Linked DNA regions of Ostrinia nubilalis: region 2 is linked to region 1. Evidence: chromatin contacts called from public Hi-C data. All regions are on one chromosome and are shown on one strand. Each heading gives the region's core, a stretch centred on a gene start, on an enhancer-like site or on the middle of the called end of the contact. The rest is flanking DNA. Distances are from core to core; before and after follow the strand shown. Region 1 holds the start of LOC135083961 (zinc finger protein 852-like). Region 2 holds the start of LOC135083906 (transcription factor BTF3 homolog 4-like).

Evidence for each region. A called contact is a pair of places that touch in the nucleus more often than the background predicts.
Region 2: a Hi-C map of whole body shows a contact between it and region 1, with 6 times the contacts expected there. The contact joins the promoter of LOC135083906 here to the promoter of LOC135083961 in region 1. A contact is called at or near these places in 2 of 5 Hi-C or Micro-C datasets (whole body and whole larva).

The regions. Positions count from the first base shown.
Region 1 is chr24:10,424,039-10,427,416 of ilOstNubi1.1, reverse strand. LOC135083961 (zinc finger protein 852-like) reads left to right here and starts at 1,739. Exons shown (of 6, transcript XM_063978724.1): 1 at 1,739-1,944; 2 at 2,074-2,199; 3 at 2,695-3,270. The coding sequence starts at 1,837.
Region 2 is chr24:10,670,451-10,673,828 of ilOstNubi1.1, reverse strand. It overlaps LOC135083906 (transcription factor BTF3 homolog 4-like), which reads right to left and starts at 1,555. Exons shown (of 2, transcript XM_063978662.1): 1 at 1,455-1,555; 2 at 54-1,359. The coding sequence starts at 1,337. The coding sequence ends at 813.

The DNA.
Region 1 (3,378 bases), core at 490-2,989:
CGCCACTCACGCTATGCTCACAATAAATGACCCCTAAGGGCTGGTGGACACAATACTTTTTGGCGACTGAAATTTTTGGGGCATACATTAAGTAGTACCAATTTTACCATTTTCCCCGACGAACTTAAACCGAATGGAAATGAAAATGAAACGGAATTCCTCCATTCGGAGGAAAATGGGAAATAATCTCAATTTTTACTAAGCCAAAAACGTCCAACCACAGATAATTACTTCGTTTTTCAGCCAAATGACGTCCACTGCTGGACAAAGGCCTTCCCTAAGGATTTCCATAACGACCGGTCCTGCGGTGCCCGCATCCAGGTTCTTCCCGCGACCTTCACCAGATCTTCGATCCACCTATTAGTGGAAGGCTTCAATACAATAGAAAAACATGAATTTCCAAAACTAAGAGGAAACACGATACACAAATTCGTTAGCCGATACAAAAATATTAAAGTAAGTCTACTACGGTCCTAGTAATTGGTTATTGTTTCTTTGTCTCCACATTGATGCTATACTTAATAGCCGCAATAATTAGTGAGCAGTGGGTGGGCGGCCTTATGTGATCAATTAAAGACAATAGATTATTAATTATTAGGTTATCATTAATAGATTAGGGTGTTCACAAACACTATTAATATTTATTATAGGACAAATTTCATGAAACGCATGTATTTTTTTATAAGCAACTTTAAATATCTGCTCTGAAAGATAATAAATTAAAGTCCGATTTTTAATTCGACGGAATTCTGACAGCTGTCATTTTTTGACAATTCAGATGTAATCAGCCTTTTTTGCTTTGAATTATTAATAAATAATATGAAATGAAATTTCATCAAGTACAACTTACAAGAATGAACTATCGTTTGTTTTGTGAATTCAATGTACACTAATCATTATGTACATTTTAGAGATTAAATAGAAAAAAACGTGTTTTTAACACAGTAAAACAACATATTATCATAAACGAAAATATGTATTGATCATCAATCATCATTATCGTCATCATAATCAACTTGGATTATAAAATTGGCATCTTGTTAAATTGGTTATTTTATGAAGCTAAGATTTTATTAATAAAAGGATTTTCATAAAAAAGGTTTGTAACCCATGGATTATTGACCAGGGAGTCCAGTAATAGAAAAATAATTTCCCAATTTTTTTTGTAACTTCAAAAATATGATAATAAAAATTCAAATAACCATTTTGAAATGATCAGTACATTTTTAAGCCCTAGTTTTTCAAGTGAAACCTTAAATTCAAGAAAGGATTATTTTTTAATTTGTGAAAATGCTCTCCATTCATAATGGGAATGTTTCAATGTTGGCAACACTTCTGAAATGTCAAAATTCCGTCGAATTAAAAATCAGAGTATAGATTAATGTTATTCTTTCTTGTAACTAGTGCAATACTGTGTACCAGCACCAGCCCTGCTGGAGACCTTGTGCTTTTTACGCAATAAGAGCCATCTGTTATTTGTATCGAAAACTAAAAGCATGCAAATGTCTCAAGACTTTTTTTTATAAAGGGTCAATTATTTTTCTTCTGCGACTGAAGCATTTATTATTTATTTTGTAATTTAAATTATTTATAAAGATTCAAACTTTTCGCAATTTTAAGGGACATTAATTATTTTATTTATTTCCAAAGATAAATTGGTTTTTAGAACGAAACGCTAAATGAATGAATGTGTGTTGTCATTTTTTGTCAACTTGTCAAAACTTCGTTCGCCATAAAATTTGTATTTTCATTTCATTTTTCAATTTAATAATTTACATTTAAAGTAATACTACTTAGGATTAAAATACCATTAATTATTACTAACTAAGAACAAAAATGAAAGCATGTCGATTTTGCCTTCAATCCGATGGAATATTATGCGAATTACAAAACTCGGACGCTCAAAATTTTATTGAAGAAATATTTAAACAAAATGGATATCATGTAAGTCCTCAAACAAAAGGAAAACAACTTGGCATTATATTTTGAAGATTGTTTATTTAGTTTCCTTCTTCTTCATAAGTTAGTTGAGTATTTTTTGTTTTTATTTACTAATATATTTTTCAATTTCAGGGCTTCATTTCAAGTAACTACGTATGTTATATGTGCAAGTTTCTATTGAATAAAAGTTACAAATTCGTAAAAAAAGCACTGAGAGCTCAACAGATACTTAAAGATATATTGGAGAACAATAATGATGTAAGTTATTTACTATTAAAATTTAACTATTTTTTATTACAAATACAAAAAGTGAGTTTATTAATATGAAGATAGTTACTACTACCTACTCTTAGACATAAAACAGGGTACAGTTAGATTACAAAAAGTACAGTGACCAATACGCATTTTGCTACTATGCATTTTGTTTTAAAAACACACCTAAATCAAACTAATTTTAAGAGTGATAGTGAGTTATTAACAGTACTAAGAAGATATGTAACCTTAGACTTTAAACTTATCAACAAGTGAAATTAGTTAAGAATAAAATAAAATCTCTTGAATAATAAATTCTGCTTAACCCTTATTTGCTCTGAGGTACAAAAACAACTCTGAGGTACATGTTCTCTTGTGATGCCCATAAAAAATCTGTAAATATGCCAAATTACATAAAAATCTAAGACCTTAATAGTTCTGGGCATATATGGATTAAATGGATATTTTATAGATTTTTATGATATGTTTTCTTATTTCCAGATTACAATTGCATCCCTCAAAAAGATAGACAGACACAAATTAGAGCTAGACGAAAACCTTGTCTGTCAAGAAAATTCCGTAAACTATTGCTTTTGGGAAGAGAACGATGGTAAAGCCAAAACTAACTTCAGCGTAGAGGCAATGGAGAATGTGTGCATTACGAAAAAGGAAGACGTATACGGCAGTGAAACGTTCTTAACACCCATAGATTATTATCCAGAAGCTGTGTACGGAAGTGAGAATAAACAAGTCCACGATTTCGGACTTATCAAACAAGAAAACGTACACAAAATAGAAATTAAAATAGACGTCCAAAATATACAGAGTGAGCATCTTGATAATGACGACGATACAAAAGTCAAAATAGATACAGATGATTACGATGAAAAACCCTCATTTAATAATAGTGACGATGATTCTGATGATAAAGAAATTCTACGAGACGTTCTTACTAGAAAATGTAAAAAGGAAGTTCCTGCTACGAAAAACAAAAAGAGAAAACCTGCAAAACCTAAGCAAAAGAGAATCAAGAAAGAAAAACGCGATTATAGGAAATACCCCATGAAATGTGATGATGTAAGTAAAAAGCTATGTTAATTATATTTTCGAGCTAGAGTTGAGAGTGACCCAAAAGAAAAACATAGATTTTGCTGTCACTTGCAGGGTCAAGTTTTTCAAGGTCAA
Region 2 (3,378 bases), core at 306-2,805, 250 kb before region 1:
TACAAACTGTAATTTTATGTTATTGTGTAATATTGTAAATAAAAAAACAAACATTCCTGGACCAAAGTTTTTATTCTCAAAACTCCAATCTTTTACATTTTGCAATTTTTATGGTTTTATTATACAATGTTAGCTCTGTTATCCTAAAGAGCTAATCTGTGACTAAACTTTCATTTTTTAAACCTATTTAACTTTATTTTTAAAATGAGAAAGCAATTCTTTCAACCAGACGTCATGAACCAACAACTTTAGAAAATACCATTATTAAAAAATATTATAAGGTGATCTACACCTTTATTTACTATACATATTATTATATCGCTATTTTCTGGTGCGCTGACAAAAATAATGTATAATATGCAATAGATTTTGTATATTTATGTGTCTATATAGCCAATATCTCAACAATAGGTTAATTACAACACTTAGCTAAGGCCTATTTATGAGAAAATCGACACATTTCCCTTTTATGTTACATTACAGTAAGTATTAGTGCATGGAAAAGGAGACAAGCATTATCGATTCAAAGTAGAGATGGCTGTATAAAGGATTTCCAAAGGCCCGAGTAAAATAAAAAAGAAAAAGTGATGTTCCATTGTATACCACAATACACATTTACATAATTACGATTTCTACAATAAATGCGAAACAATAAATTCGAAATACATTTATTCAGGAACACAAAACAGTTCAAACTAAAAAAACAAGTTTGAGACACACCTCGTGAGCCTTTAGAAACCCTAGCATTAAAATCACTTCATCGGATGAGCAAAATTAAAAACTAGACCGATCAAATTAAGTGGATGGGTTGTTTAGTCGGTTTTCTTGTCTGCAGCTTTGGTTTCTGTTTCTTTTTTCTCATCTTTCTTTTCCTTGTCTTCGGCTATGACTTCCTTGGCCTCCTGTTTGGAAGCCTCGTCGAAGTTTCCGACAAGGTTAGGTACTTCGTCGTCCTCTTCATGTGGTTTTGGCGCGGCGACGCTCGACGCGAGTCTCTTTAGCTGGTTCAAGCCTTCGGGCCCGAGCTGGCTTAAAATGCCAGGGAGCATTTCCGCGATTTGCTTGTTCTCCCCATGACCGGTGATCGCAAAAGTGTTTGCGGCAAGCGAAGCCTGGGCCTTGGGGTTATTAAAATGTATCACTGTACCGTCATCCTTTATCATATTAACCTCCTCGATACCAGGAATAGTGTTCACTGATAGCTTTTTGAGGGAAGACTGTAATTTCTTGTCATCTGTAGCCGCAGTCGCGTGCACAACCTTCTTCTTACGCCTTGGTGTGCCTTTGCCCCCAATGCGCACTTGTGACTGCAGTTTCTTCAGCTTTTCCGTGTTCATTTTGTTATTTTAACACGCGTACCTGTCGAGAGAAACACGACGCACTTTTTAGTGATGTTTGGTTAATAATTTCAATCGCGAGCACACGAGTTTTCCATGTAAATTGGTGGTACGCACGTGTTTTGAACACCGGTAAGTTACAAAGGGAAAATGGTGGATTTGCGACAAGTTATTTCTGAATTTTAGTATCTTTGTGTTGGCAGCTTTGATTCAAGCTTCGTTCCGTTCTACGATAAAATGACTTGCTTGAAAAGAACCGAAAATATATTATCTCATCAAATAAATTATTTGTGTTCCACAAAAATATTTTTTTAGCATGAAATATGTAATTTTAGTATCTACAATATTATTTACCTACTCTTCTATTTCTGAATAATGAATGAAACATTATCCATAAAATTATTTAGAACTTTAAAATGTGGAACGGAACGTTAATTAAAAGATACATGTGTCAGTGTTACTAGTAACAAAAAATAAACATTGTCTTGGAATGTGTACAGCGACATCTACAAGTTTGACTTAGTACTTTTCTTAGTTAAATTGACAAAATATAGATGGAGCTATCCAGTGCTTTATTTAGCTTCCAAGACAACCACTAGATGGCAATAGTAGTTTGAAAAATGAAAAATGACGAAAAATGAAATAGTCGGCAAGCAGGGTTCAAAATGATTGATAAGTGTTTGTGGTTTTTAATTATCTAATTAGTGATGCCAAAAAAACTGTAATCGTCATGCAGCAGTAATTATTAAATAATTATATTAAAAAGTAGTTAAATAATAAAATTAAATATCCTTGGACATTTTTACACTGCACTGCGCCGCTAGCCCCAAACTAAGCAAAGCTTGTACTATGGGTCTAGTACCCATAACATCCACATCCACAACGGATACAAACATACTTAAATACTTTTTTTTGTAAATAATATATACTTAATATACATAGAAAACACCCAGACCCGTCACAGAAACTAAAATTCAATATTTCAATTTCTGCCCGGCCGGGAATCGAACCCGGGACCTCTCGGCATAGTAGTCCGTTCTGAACCACTACACCAAACGGCCGACAATAGTTGTTAGTAGGGTAGTTACAAGAGCAGTTGCAGTTCCTTTAGTTCAGTCGGAAATATTATTATCGTTTTCAACATTCAACGTCCGAAGCTTGAAGGGCCCAGGGCCTCCAAATGTATGTTACTTAACCCTAATAGCTTGTTGGGTCATACGCGGGTCACCCATGGTCTTTGACTGGACTTATCTGCCAATACTAAGTTAAGGCTGAGTTGCACCACCCTATTTTAACCGTGAGTTACCATAACCAGTGTTTTTTGTATGGAGTTTGACAGACTTTGGACGTTTGTTAAAGTTAAAGTAAGATAGTGCAACCCAGCCTAAGTATTTAAGCTTTTTGATGATTTCATGGAGAAACTTCCAATAAAAAGTGAACTAAACCGTCATCGGGCTGCCTAAACAAAGTTTTAACCAGACCGCATCATCAAGCAAAACCGTCTATTTCCCTAGAATCGCCCACGAAAATAAACTGAACTCATCAACTCGTAAAACTGTGTTATCGGCTCAATAAATATTTATCTGCATTACCAAATGGGTTACAATATGGCGGCGTATAAAGCTGTCATCGGGCGATCGGTTCGCGCCATCTTCTGAAGTGACTTGACAGCTATTTATAATTCGAACGCAATAGCGCGGTTCGCTAAAACGCGCGATGTTTTACGCACTTAGCGCGAGGTGGTGACAGATGTACTTGTGCGTGGAAAACTGTTTGGGGAAATTATTTATTCCAAGTCAAAGGTTTTTGTCCAGCAGTGGACGTCATTTGGCTGAAACGAACGATTTATACATACAGCACACAGTACACATCATCACACTACACTGCTTCTTCGGTGCCTAATGATAATTTAATTTTCAAACCCACTGGTCGCAGGAGGCTGATGGGTTATGTGGGACTCTCCCAGCCAGAAGGGCAAACCCTACCCACCCCAACCCTAGTTTTTGCAGCAATGGATACAGCATAAGGTTGAAACCATGTC